2 separate regions of the Sus scrofa genome follow, and region 1 is linked to region 2. Evidence: chromatin contacts called from public HiChIP or PLAC-seq data. All regions are on one chromosome and are shown on one strand. Each heading gives the region's core, a stretch centred on a gene start, on an enhancer-like site or on the middle of the called end of the contact. The rest is flanking DNA. Distances are from core to core; before and after follow the strand shown. Region 1 overlaps LOC110255526 (a long non-coding RNA gene). Region 2 holds the start of RNASEL (ribonuclease L).

Region 1 (7,059 bases), core at 3,676-6,175, 160 kb before region 2:
GATGGAGTTCCATCAATAAGTCCTGGGGCCTAGGAGTGGTGCCTCATCCATGAAGAAGAGTCTAGAGAAAACATTAACGAAGGGAGTTCCCATTGTGGCTCAGCAGAAACACATCTGACTAGGATCCGTGAGGATGCAGGTTCAATCCCTGGCCTTGTTCAATGGGTTGAGGATCTGGCGTTGCCATGAGCTGTGGTGTAGGTCACAGACGCAGCTCTGATCCTGCATTGCTGTGGCTGTGGCATAGGCCGGCAGCTATAGCTCCAATTGGACCCCTAGCCTGGGAACCTCCACATGCCGTAGGTGCAACCCTAAAAACAAACAAACAAACATACAAACAAAAAACCCTATTAACGATGCTTGTGAAGAAGCAGGAAGGAAGTTTGTAGTTGGTCTGGGGCCATGGATGGGAATAGTCCTTAACCATGAAAAAAGGTAGGATTCAGATTGGTACAACCTATGGGACATAGAAATCTCAACCTGAGAAATTACTATAAAAACTGGTCCAGGACCTTTGAACCCTCAGGAATTCATCAGAAACAAACTAATGTCAAAAAAAAAAAAAAAAAAAAGAAAGGAGTTCCCGTCGTGGCGCAGTGGTTAACGAATCCGACTAGGAACCATGAGGTTGTGGGTTCGGTCCCTGCCCTTGCTCAGTGGGTTAATGATCCGGCGTTGCCGTGAGCTGTGGTGTAGGTTGCAGACGTGGCTCGGATCCCACATTGCTGTGGCTCTGGTGTAGGCCGGTGGCTACAGCTCCAATTCGATCCCTAGCCTGGGAACCTCCACATGCCGCAGGAGCAGCCCAAGAAATAGCAAAAAGACAAAAAAAAAGAAACAAACTAATGTGTTGGGGGTATTTCTGGAACTTAAACGTGCAGGTATCCTTTGGAATAACCAGCCCTGCTGAAGGTGCAGTCTTAATAAAACCCAGTGGATGAATGAATCACCCTGGAGGGCCACCGGAAGATAAAGCAAACAGGAAAATTAGCAACTTAAGAACTGAGCTAACCTTAAAAAATTGTGAAATAAATTTTCTTTCAAATGCCAGAGAAATAAAAGAATAGAATGAAAGAGTAGTTTATTTTGAAAAAAAAGGGTAGGTTTCTTTGAAAAGACCCAAAGGGAAGTATAGAAATTAAAAATTTGTTGACATTAGAAACTCAAAGGGACATATTAAATAGCACATCGGACCTCCGAGGAGACAAATGAACTGGAAGAAAGAACTGAGACCATCACCCTGAATGCAGCACAGAGAAATAATGAGGGAGAAAAACATGGACATGAATAGGAGAGATGGAGGTGAGTGAGAAGGTCATGAGAGCATGTGCACACACACACACACACACACACACACACACAACACACAAGAAGGCACAAGGAAAAGTGGAGAGAACAGAGGTACAATTGTTAGGATACAATAGGAGCTGCTTTAAAAAAAAAAGACCCTTTAAAACATAGAAATTTATTCCTCTTCCATATAGGAGTCTAGATGTCAAGGGCTGGTAAAGTGGCTGCTATTTTCAGTGTGTGGCTTCTTTAGCTCTGGACCTCAGGTCCGCATCCTAAGTAGGGAAGGGTAGGGTCACGCCTGCCCGTTTCCTTAAAAGCACTATACAGAAGATACAGCCATCACTTCCCATATCACAGAGCCATTAGAGAGGAAAGGAGAGGTTCTATCCCTATCCATCCCTTTTTTATTTTTATTTTTTTGTTTTTTAGGGCCGTACCCTGGGCATATGGAAGTTTCCAGGCTAGGGCTCTAATCAGAGCTACAGCTGTTGGCCTACACCACAGCCACAGCAATGTGGAATCTGAGCCACATCTGTGGCCTACACCACAGCTCACGGCAACAATGGATCCTTAACCCGCTAAGCGGGGCCAGGGATCGAACCCACATCCTCATGGTGCATTTCAGCTGAGCCACATTGGGAACTCCCATATTAATCTCTTTTTGATGACAAATGATGTTCAACCTAGAAATCGATATCTAACTGAATTATCATTCAAGAATGAGGGAAAATAAAGGCATTTAATGACAAATAATTTAAAAAACAGACTCTTGTTGAAAGAACTACCAAAGTATATACTTGGGTAAAATGGACATTGGATATAGAAGGAATGTGTGGAATCAAGAAACAGTGGTAACAGCCTCTCTGTGTATTAGTCTGGAACTCAACTGCACTTAAAAATTCATCTCAAAATGTATAAGATAAAAATGTGACAGGATTCTGAGGATGAGAGGTACCGTGGAAAGCACATCAGATCAGAAGATTTGGATTGTGGTCTCTGCTTTTACACCTTATTTCTCAGAACTTTAGGTTAGAACTAGATATTTCTATCATTTATTCTAACTGTAAAAAAAAAAAAAAAAACAAAACACAACAGCAACTCAACTCTGATTCATCAGTTTTATGTCCTTGTGCTGTACCTCTTCTGGTTTACAATTTGGGTTTTGGATTATGACAGTCCTGGTTTAACTCCTTGCTCTGTCATTGACTAACTTGGTGATCTTGAGCAATTTAACCTCTTAAAGCCTCAATCTCCACACCCGAGAAATAGAAAAATAATTGTATTAGTGTTCTTGTGTTAGAGTTCTCTAGCAGAAAAAGCTGACTCTTGTTGAATAAGTGGAAAAGCATTTATTTAAAAAGGATTGGGTGGATCACAGAACTGTTGAGTGGACTGGAAAACTGGGCTTGAAGGTAAGCCTTGAGGAACAATACCCCCGACCAAGCTGTAGACCTAATGGAAAATTGCAGCTGCTCCACAGCTGCTGCTTCTACATCAGAACTACAACCATTGCAATCTCTGGGAAATAGCTACCACTGCTGCTGCCACCTCTGCTTTCCCCTCACCAGCAAAAAGGCGAAGATGGAATGCCCGTGCAGAGCTGCTCTCTTTGTTACTTACTCTGAATCAAAGTCTAAAGAGACACACTTTGGGGTGGCAGGTTCTGTTCCCCTTCCATAGTCATTCTAGTGGCAGTGGTGTTGGTGGCTCTGAGTCAGTGTCCCACGTCCAGCAGCCATAAGGACCATAGGCTGCAGATTCCACTGCTCTTCTTAGCGTGAGGATCATTTCCTCTCGCCTGAAACTGAGTGCACCTCACTCTAGAGAGCGTGTATGAGAGTCAGTTGAAGACTGCATGTGAGAACGACCTCTGAGAGACACTGAGAACTTTACACAGGCAAGGCATTATTTTCTTCTCTTGTCACAAGCACCTGCCTTGGAAACATAGCATAATGTTTGGTGTTCTAGAAGAAAAGGAACAGTCCACCTAAACTTTAAGAGAATGGATACAACATGTAAGAGAAAACAGACTATGCTTTCATTGACTGCTGCGTATTGAAAGGTCATAGATACAACACTATATTATTGGTTCCATGGGGTAAATGACAGATCACCTATTTTGATAAGTTATTTACTCCACCATTCTATCACCCTCATTGTGCAATTGAGATGTTTGAATATGTAATATGTCTTTTCTTTCTTTCTTTTTTTTTTTGCATGTGGACGTTCCTGGGTCAGGGATCAAACGCAGTAACCGCAGCAGTAACCAGAGCCACAACAGAGGCAACACTGGATCCTTAACTCTCTAGGCCACCAGGGATCTCCTGTAATATGTCTTTGGATTATATTCATTTGAAGTATGAATTTGAGTATATGGAGATAAGGCTAATTCAAAATTCTCTGCCATATTGCAGTTACTCTCAGTTAAAAAAAACCTCAAGACATCTCATTGCCAGAATCTCATGTGATAGGCATGTATAGTTGATATACTAGGGGTTTTCATTATGTTTTTGTTTTTCTATCCTCACAGTATTATATCCCCATCTAGTATTTGTGTGTGTGGCTGCAGTTTCCTTTTTATTTTTTTTATTCTTTTTGGCCACCCTGTGGCATACAGAGTTTCTGGGCTAGGGATCAGACCCAAACCTAAGCCATTGTGGCAATGCTTTAACCTGCTGTGCCAGGCCAGGGATCAAACCTGCATCCCAGAGCTGCAGAGACGCCATGGATCCCATTGCATCACAACAGGAACTCCTGCAGTTTCCTTTTTGTAGCATTTGGAGTGGAGCATGATGGCTGGGGGGAGTCTTGAGTCCTTTGGGGCTCTGTCAGTGGTGTGCTAGTGAGCCAGGTTTTGGAGCGGAAAAAAACCCCAACAACGAATTTATAGAATTTATCAACTTCTAGGGTTAAAGCCATCCACCGTGGCTAATTTTACCTTGCCAATGTGGTATCACAAAACATGAAGTTGGAAAATAAGTTCTTGCTACCTAGAGGCAGGCAGCTCCCAGTGTGCATCCTGGCATTTTGCATCGTAAATGTTTGCCCTTAAGGTTAAAAAAATTCTACATAGGCCATAAATCATACTGGATGGTTTCATGTATTTTGTAGTGGCCCCCAAAGGAGACTCCTAGTACATTTTTTCCCAGGCAAAACCTTTAAAACCTTTAAGCTTCTCGTCCCTCTACATTTTTTTAAAAAGTTGCTCATTTAAGTGAATTGGAGGCGGAAACATTTCTTTCTACCCCTAGCATGATGGAGAGGTTTCTGTGAGGGTGGGAGCCCATTCCGTGAGTTCCTGTGGGAGGGGACTTTTCCAGCAATATAGAATCATTTCTTACATTGATGCAGCGCTTCTCCAGTTTTCTTCATTTGATCCCCATTTCGAAGAGGGGAAAGCCCATCCCACGAAGAACAGAGATTGGATTCTTTTGATTCCAAATCTGGTGTTTTCCCCAGTGCTCCACACAGCCTTCCCAGGGTGGCCAGAACCTTCCCGGGTTTCTCTCTTGCCATCCAACTCAAACAGGATGTTTCTTTTCACTGCCAGGAAGCTCCTTATTTCATCATCGCCTTCTCACTTTCACAGGAGGAAATTCCCTTGGCCTTCCATGGGCTTGCTATTTTCGGTGTCCCCCTGGATCACATGCCTGCCAAGGTCCTGCTCCACTTGCAGATTGGCTGCAACTAACCACTCCTACATCGCTGCCTGGAATTTGTCCCATGTCCCAGAAATGCTGGGGGGATGCAGTGCTTTAGAGCTTCCTGAGCTTTAAGTCTCATCTCTAGAGATAACACGTTCTGGGCCAAGTCATTCTGCCATCTTGGTAATAACATTAATCCATTCTGTTAATGGTGTTAAGAATGAATTTTTATGATACAGTGATTATCATACCCACTCTGAGACAGTTCAAAACCTTACCTCATTTGACTTTCGAGGCAGTCACAGCACAACAATCCTTCCACAGTTTGATGCAAGGAGGGGAACATACCGACTGCAGGGAAGCTTGGAAAGCTTAAATAGCATTTAATGAATGCATTCATATGTTAACCAAATATTTATTGTGCATCTATCATGTTCATGGCTCAGTTGAAAGGCTCGAAGACTCCCAGGGTTAATGATAGCATTTGCATTCCTCATATTTTTGCAGACCGGCGAGGCAGACACACACACTGGAGATTGTCATCGAAGGCAACACATACTTCAGTAGAGAGAAGTGCAGGCCTGGAGGAGGAGGTGCGTTAACTCTGCTTAGGGGAATGGAAGCACCTTTACAAGGGTTCAAAGCTGCCGCTAGGATGCGAAGGACAAGAATGACACCAGTTATGTAGTGCTTACCGCCTATGAACTGTCCTAGTCTAAGCATTTTCCATGTATTAACCTATTTAATTTTCCGAAAGCCCTACAAGGATGGTACAGTTATCATCCCCACAGGAACCTGAGTCATAGAGAAGGTAAATGACATGTTCAATGTCACCTACTAGGGATTTTACTCTGTGTCCTTAACCCCTGATTTGCTAGGATTATGGGGGTGTTTGGAAGGGGTGTGCGTGGATGACATTCTGGGCTGAGGGAACAGCATGGGTGAAAGGCCCAAAGACAGGAGAGAACGTGGCGTGTTTGTGATTTTGTTTTACGTTTCGGTGGGAAAGGAACACAGCCGCTGATCACATGTGCATCATTTTTCTTTCACCGCAAAGGTTTTTCTAGAGGCTATTAGGAAAAGAATTTGTCAACACCATTTCTTAAAATCTGAATGTTTTTAAATGGCTGCTGTCCAACTGTTCACCCTGCTGAGTCGTTGGCTGAGGGTTTTTAAATACATCGCCAGCAGAAGGGTACACATTTCTTGATTTCCCATTATTCCCCAAATCGATTTATTCTAATGCTACTTGAGGCTAGAATTGCGAGATTGATTCCCCCGGAAGATAGCACTTCTGGGAGAAAAATGATTGGGCATAACCACCAAGTGTATTCCTGGTCATGGCTGAAATTCTCGCCAACATCAGCTATTGATCACCAGTGAGATAGCATGTCCCTTGCAGTGTTTCATCCCCCCTCTGGATAGGTGACAAATACCCAATGTGTGCTTTAGCAGCAAAACTAAATGTGGCAGTACTTGGCCTACAGCAGCACTGAAACGAGTGCTGGCCAGTTCCATATTTCTTGGGTCATTTTCTGTTCTAAATATGCTGGAGGATAGGTCATTCATTCAGCTTTTTTCAAGTGCCTACTGTAGTAAACGCTCGTAATAACAGTTATCATTAATAGAACGCACCACTTGACAGGCACTGTGCTAAATAACCACCTTAAAATTATTAGCACATTTAATCCTCATGATAACCCCATGAAGTAAGAGTATTATTACCTCCAGATGAGAAAACAGAGGGATTAGTTCATTGAACTGGCAAAGCTTGGAGTTCCCTTTGTGGCACGGAGGAAAGGAATCCGACTAAGAACCGTGGAGCACCTGGTTTGATCCCTGACCTTGCTCAGCGGGTTAAGGATCTGGTATTGCCGTGAGCTGTGGTGTAGGTGGCAGACGCAGCTCGGATCTGGTGGATCTGGCATTGCTGTGGCTGTGGTGTAGGCTGGCAGCTGTAGCTCTGATTCTACCCCTAGCCTGGGAACCTCCATATGCCACAGGTGGGGCCCTAAAAAAGCAAAAAAAAAAAAAAAAAAAAAAAGATAAAAATAAAAATGAACTGGCAAAGCTAGGTCCGTCCTAGATTGTCTTTGTCCAGAACCTGCTATGCCGGGTCATC
Region 2 (6,505 bases), core at 3,917-6,416:
CCGGCTCAGTGCGCACTTTGGTTTTTCCTCTGAGTGACAGGAAACAGCAGACTGACTTGGTTTTAAAAGGCTCCCTCCGCTGCTGGGTGGAGAAGAGATCGGGGAGGAAGGGAGAAGAGAGAGCAGCGGGCAGGCGCTGGCGCTAATCTAGCGGAGGGGTGATGAGGCTGTGAACTCAGGTTGTTGCAGAGGAACAGGTGCAAAGAGATTGGATTTCTATCCAGTCTTAACACGTCCTGGGTCATTCGGAGAGACTGTGGGTCAGACCCTGGATCAGAGGTGGGGGAAGGCCCAGAGCTGAAAAGCCCATTGATGGTCAGCTTGGGAGATCCTGGGTTCCTGGCTCAGAACCCGGTGCTCCTTCCACCGCCCCACCTCCCAGTGCCCCCGGGCCTGCTGGCCCCCTCGACTTGCCACCCACCGCCCGCTCACCCATGGGCTTGCTCTCCCTCCCACAGGTAAACCTAGACCATGAGACCAGAGAGCTGACCAGGACGAACCTGCAGGCCGCCACGGCCACGTGCTTCGACGTGGCTCAAGGGAAGACCCGCACCCTGATGGAGAAGGACTCGTACCCCCGCTTCCTGAAGTCCCCCGCTTACCGGGACCTGGCTGCCCAAGCTGCCTCCGCCTCCCCGTCCAGCGGCAGCCCAGCCGAGCCCTCCCATACCTGAGCCTCAGGGCCGGAGGAGGGGAAGCCAGCCGGGCAGAGAGAGGCTGAGTCACCCATCCCCGAGGCGCCGCCCCGCGCGGGTGCGGGAGGCAGGTTCTGCAGAGCAAGGACAGTGAAGGGAAACGCCCGATGGGTGACGTCCTCTCCTCCAGATACTGCGGGACTGAATTCTGTGCATGAGAGTGTCCCCCTGCTTCTAGGGCCTGTGGACGAGGGCTGAAGATGACAGCTGTGCAGGGCTCTCGGGGCTGTGAGGGGAGAACGGTGCTGTGAGAGTCCTCGTTGGCTCTGGCTGATCTCATCAGGGCCAGGGATCAGCCAGGGTGCTTCGGGAAATGTCTGGGTCAAGGGAAACTTGAAAACGAGTGAGGGAAGGCCAGCCAGGTCAGCCGTTTGACCTGCTGACCCGTCAGTCCCCTCTGATCGCATCCCGTTTTCCTAGTTCCCCGACTGTCCTGGGCACGAGGGGAGCCGTGCATGGGGAGCCCTGCCATCCGGTCCTCTCACCTGCCACTGGCCGCCCCTGGGGTCCCCTGGCTTGCACTCCTCAACACTCCTGTGTGCAGCCGTGCAGCCTTGTCAAGGCCAGAGAGCCCGTGTGCCGCTTGTCCCCAGTGAGATCTTTATCTTAGAAACTGGTCTTCGAGTCTCTTTCCGAATCAACAGGAAGCCCTGAAGAGAGGCCATCTTGCTAATGGGAAATGAACCTCGGTGCTTTTGGTGACCTCTCGCTGGTGGCCCCCGACCCCGCGTGTGTGGCAGGGTCCACCTGTGAGCAGGGCCAGCTGAGGGCCTCTGGCTGGGACGTGCCCCCTCTAAGCCTTGGGCTGCCCTTACCTGTGCGTGGGGCCTCGTGGTGAGCGGCTCTTCCAGCTCCTGTGCCAGCAGGTGGAACGAAGAAGAAAGGCATCTTAAGAAACACATCTCTTGGCAGTTCCACAAAGTCCTGTTCAAATCAAGCCAATATTTATATATATATTTTAAGCCAATCTCTCTTTTTTATTTTGTGGTTATGAAAATAGGGACAAAGGGATTCCCCAGGATGGAAGGGGAACCTAGTGTTTCTTTTTTTGTGGCTGTGAGGTGCACTCAGTGGGGCTTCAGGAGAAAGGAGGCAGGTACCTTGACGACCCTTGGACAGACTGTGGAAGCTGGGCAGAGAAGCTGCTGGGAGGAGCAGGATGGGGTGGGAATCAGAACCTGCTTTTCACCTCAGGGCCTCACCTAACATGTGCTCCATGGTGGGACTTCTCCACGGGCCCAGGCTGGTGGGGGAGGTGAATTAACCAGGCAGCCCCCCTTTGCCCCTGGAAAATCCACACTGTTCTCTCTGCACTATGAACTCCTCCAGGAGAAAATTATTTAAGTCTAACATATTGTTGGTTTTGTGACAATGGTCATTGCACATTATTTTTGTTGCTGTCGTTGGGTTGTTGCTATTGTTATTTATTGCCGTTGGAGTTGGCCTCTGCTGGAGTCTCCACGGGAGCTGGCAGCCTGACTGGCTCCCTCTCCACTGGACTCTTCCTCCAGAAGTGCTGGCCACCTCGCAGGGGCTGTCAGGAACTCCTCGCTGTTTAAATATTTATTTATTGTTGACACAGGAGCTGGTTTCCTAGATACGAATGGTGTACTCAACCCTCCTTTTCCTGTTTTAGCATGTGATTTTATTGTGAAATAAAAATAAAACCCAAATGTGAGATCCTGTCTGCAGGGGCTGTGGGGTCCGGGGAAGAGGGAAAGGGAAGTTCCCTGGGGGCTGGGAGGCCGGGGGTGGCGGGGGGAGGTGGTGGCCTGGGAGAGAGGGCCTCTGGAAATGCCACAGGACAGACACAGACAGGGGAGCTCTTAGGTTAAGAGCAGAGGCACAAGGCGAAGACCCACCTTTGCCTGCTGACTGGTTCTCATGGTGGCCACCATTATGGGTAACTTCCTTCAGCGGGTGACAATGCAACAGCCAAGCTGTTATGTCGCGTGGATTGGACCAGCTCAGCTGTCACTTCAGAGCCCATCTCCTCTGTCGACTGGACCCAGCCCGAGCCGTTCCAAGTTCTTCCTGGAACAGAGCAAGGGGTGGTTCTCCTTTGTCAATGAACCATGCATTATCCACTGGGGTGCGGGGGGTGGGTTGGGGGGGTCTACTTCTGTGCCACTGTGATGTCATATAAACTAAAAACAATTAGTATTCTTTGTAATTTCATCATGTCTCTGAGATGAGACATGACCTTTCTTCAATGTTCTACACCCATAGAACGTGCTAGCATATACATGTTTAGCAAATGTCTCTTAAGTTAATGATTCTTTTTAAATCCAGCAAGAGATGACCAGTTAGATGACCCTTTCCAGCTTCCTATAGACTCCTCTCCCCAGACGTCCCACAGGCTCTTCATATGGAGCACAGTCAAAGCCAAGGTCGTTATGTGCCCCTCTGATGTCTACTGCCTTCTGTCTCCCTAACGCTGATACAAAGACGCTGCTTCTCCCAGTTCACCTAGATTTCTTAGAGGCAAATTTCATCCTCTTTAATCTGGGCTCCAAAAACAGCTTCCCACATGGTTTCCCTCCCCAGTCCTCTCCCCCTCCAGCTCACCTTCCAGGCTGGGTCCATCTTTACTCATAAAACACAGAACTGAGCACACCATGACTGCATCAAAGCCCTTTGACAGCTTCCCTTTGACTATAAGGGCACATTCATCTCTTAGATGACATGTGAGGCTCTGATCCCACCTAAGTCCCTCTCCTGACTTATCTCCTGCCCAGACGGCCCTTAGACACAAGCTGTCCTCTCTGCTTTGAATGGCTTCTTTTTTTTTTTTTTTCAATTGGGGGTTGGGGGCTGAGAAGGAACATATCCTCCTCAAAAGAACTCCTGAAAATCCAGCAAACCCTCACTTCCTCAAGTGAAGCCTTCCCAGACGTCCACTGCAGAGAATTAATCTCTGCCACTTCCGTGATTCTGGGACACCATTCTTACCTTGATTGCCTCACGTGCGAACTGGAAGCACTACTTCTCTCTCCACAGCGCTTTTTCTTTCCCTAAACCGCTCTCTTTCAAGATCAGGAGCCGTATTATCTGATAAGATGGGACAGAACAGACCACAGTAAAGCGATTCAGAGCAGGAGCTGTGGAGCAGGAATATTGGGGTTGGACTCCTGGCTCACTCGCTGTATGGCCTTGGGAAGTTAATAAGCCTCTCCAAGGCTTGGGTCCCTCATCTGTAAATGAGGACAATAAGAATGCACCCTGCCTAGGGAACAGGGGATGAAATAAAAGTGTTTAGCACCACACTAACGTCCCATGAATATTATCTATTCTTATGATCTGATTCCAGGTACTTAGCACAGGGCCTTGGACTCAGGAGGCATCAGTCGATAACTATTTGACTTTTTGAAAACAATGGAAGAGTCGTGATTCAAAGCCAGGATTCCAGGTCTACTTTTTCAGGTATAGTACAGATGTTTCCATGCTATATTTCATCTGATGTAAGATGCACTCCAGAATTCCAGATAAGAAAGCAGAAGGTCAAGCCATTAATTCAGGCCAGCTGGTGCTATTTCTGAATCAGTGCTGTTGCTTCCTTGTGGCACTGAAAGGCTCTGGCCCATCCTCACCCTCTGCTGCCCCCCTGTGGCTACATCAGGTCAGGCTCCCAAATCCTTTAAACTCGCCTGGTTATTCAAATTGCTTTATGAGGAAAAGAAAGGTTTAAAACGTAAATAATTGAGGAAGGAGCCAAAGGGTGAGAGATGTAAGTTAGTCAGGTGCTAGACAGTGGAGTTTGAATCTTCATTATTTATAAAATAGTTCCCTTCACTGCAAATCCTCATCCTGGTATTTCCAACCCTCCTTATTAATTACTACTAATTATTCTCTGCAGCATTTTCACCACAAAGCATATTATATATACTTATGTTGTCTGGCTTCTCCCATAAGAATGAGGGTGGGCATTTTCCTCTATGCTGTCCAGTGATGCAGCCCGAATCTCTAGAACAAGGGAAGTTAATCATTTCGTGCCTCAGTTTCCTCATCTGTACAATGGGGTCAAAAATAGTAGCTACCTCATAAGGATTAGATTTTGTGATTTAATATATATAAAGGGCTCAGAACAGTTACTTGAGCACACGCAAGAGCTATGTAAATGTCTGCTACCATCACCATCATCGTCATCATTCTTCTTTTCCGGTAGCAGGTACTATTCACTCCTTCAAAAAGACAGGGATTTGGGAAAACATGGTTGGGATGGAGCTGGATGCTGGGACCTGAAAGGCTCAAGGCTGAGCAGCAGGATCCTGGACGTCAAGTCAGCGCCCAGCTGCCAGGGAAGAGCCATCCCTTTCCTCTAGGGGGTTTAAAGGTGCCACCACCTCTGCCTGGGTGTGGGCATGTGCAGTGTGCCCTCCCTCCTCCTTCCACATTTTTTTGGCCCCGCCCACTGGCTCAGGGACTTCCTCAGGAGGCGCTGTTTGCCCGCTGGCAAGAGGATTTGACGATGAAGTGCTGCCAGAGGGAGGAGGCGGCTGCATTTAAAAGGTAAGGTGCGCAGAAGGAAGAGAGCCGGAAAAGCCTGAGAAGGTGTTTTCTTTGAACGATTCCCGAGGGTGGGCTGGGCGGAAGGAAGGACACACAGCTCCGGAGGACCTGCACCCCCGGGAGCATTCCAGGGTTTCTGTCACTATCCACACAGTCTTCTTTCAAGTGGGCTTGGTTTGTCGGGCATCTCTGGTACTTGGAGAAAATGAAAGTGAAATCGAGACTCTCCCCTTGCAGCCCTTTCGCTGAGCTGTTTCTGTTCTCTGCTCTCGCTTTCTTTGAGTTTCTTCCTCCTCTGCTCCTTTACTTACTCCAGCCCACCTCAACACCCATCCTCACCAGAACTGTCTACACAAGCAGAGGTGTCACTGCCGGGTGTTTGTGCTTACGCTGCCCATCCGATCGATCGGCTCTCCCAGGTGGGAGTTTTGAGAATGTCAGAGGGGTGAGATGGCTGAAAAGTGGTGGCCTTGTGAATTTTGTAGCCGATGCAGTTCGCTAAATATGTAAGTAACAGTTTGCTGCTGTCTGATATTTGAACTGGTTCTAAATTGCTCTGATGTGACTGAGGGCAGCTGGACTAAAAACAAACACCCCAGATTCCTATTTGTGTAGCAGGTATATGCACATGGGTGGGGAGGGTGGATTTATTAACCTTTTTATAAGGGGACATCATTAGCTCTACCATTTATCGGATGCCTAATATTTCCCCCTCCCTACTTTAATACACTTTCTAGGGGGGACTTTATTTATCGTTGCCACATTTGAGGAAACAGAAAATTGAGACTCAATAATCTAAGGTTATACAATTAGGAAGTAAGAGTCTAGTAGTCAGACAACCAGGGGCTCAAATGTAGATCTTGCTGAGGTCAGAGCCTAGCTCTTTCCCCTACCCTGCATGACTTAATTTTTTTCAGCCACACCTGCAGCTGTGCAAGTTCTCAGGCCAGGGACTGAACCTGCACCACAGCAGTAACAACACCGAATCCTTAACTGCCGGGCCACTAGGGAACTCCTATCCTATACTACCTTAAAATAGGAAAGCACATCCGCAGAGAGTCAGAGACACACCGAGCAATGGCAACCAGAAATGCAAATTGACAGAAGACACATTTTGTCTCATTAAATGAGGGTTCTGGTGTTTTCAAGAGGCCATCTATTTCTTCTTTTTTTTTTTTTTTTTTTTTTTTTTTTTTTGTCTTTTTTTGCTATTTCTTGGGCTGCTCCCGCGGCATATGGAGGTTCCCAGGCTAGGGGTTGAATCGGAGCTGCAGCCACCGGTCTACACCAGAGCCACAGCA

The links. HiChIP or PLAC-seq counts read pairs in DNA pulled down with a chosen protein or histone mark.
Region 1: an H3K27ac HiChIP or PLAC-seq map of skeletal muscle shows a contact between it and region 2. The contact joins the enhancer-like site here to the promoter of RNASEL in region 2. A contact is called at or near these places in 4 of 5 promoter capture datasets (fetal liver, fetal skeletal muscle, liver and 1 more), 32 of 47 Hi-C or Micro-C datasets (adipocytes, adipose tissue, alveolar macrophages and 17 more) and 2 of 2 datasets of contacts at active chromatin or transcription factors (alveolar macrophages and skeletal muscle).

Annotation. Positions count from the first base shown.
Region 1 is chr9:124,070,222-124,077,280 of Sscrofa11.1, reverse strand. LOC110255526 (a long non-coding RNA gene) reads left to right here. Exons shown (of 5, transcript XR_002335965.1): 2 at 5,445-5,530. Among named protein-coding and RNA genes, the nearest start is that of RGS8, 20 kb to the right of the region's middle. Within about 2 kb of position 4,925, at least 4 of the 83 cell types and tissues checked have an H3K27ac peak or open chromatin away from gene starts, as enhancers often do. A contact at or near this core is called in fetal skeletal muscle and skeletal muscle, where this site is marked.
Region 2 is chr9:123,909,047-123,915,551 of Sscrofa11.1, reverse strand. It overlaps RNASEL (ribonuclease L), which reads left to right and starts at 5,166. Exons shown (of 7, transcript NM_001097512.1): 1 at 5,166-5,204. It overlaps LOC110255523 (a long non-coding RNA gene), which reads right to left. Exons shown (of 4, transcript XR_002335960.1): 3 at 2,558-2,729; 4 at 1,510-1,619. It overlaps RGS16 (regulator of G-protein signaling 16), which reads left to right. Exons shown (of 5, transcript XM_021063763.1): 5 at 459-2,373. The coding sequence ends at 674.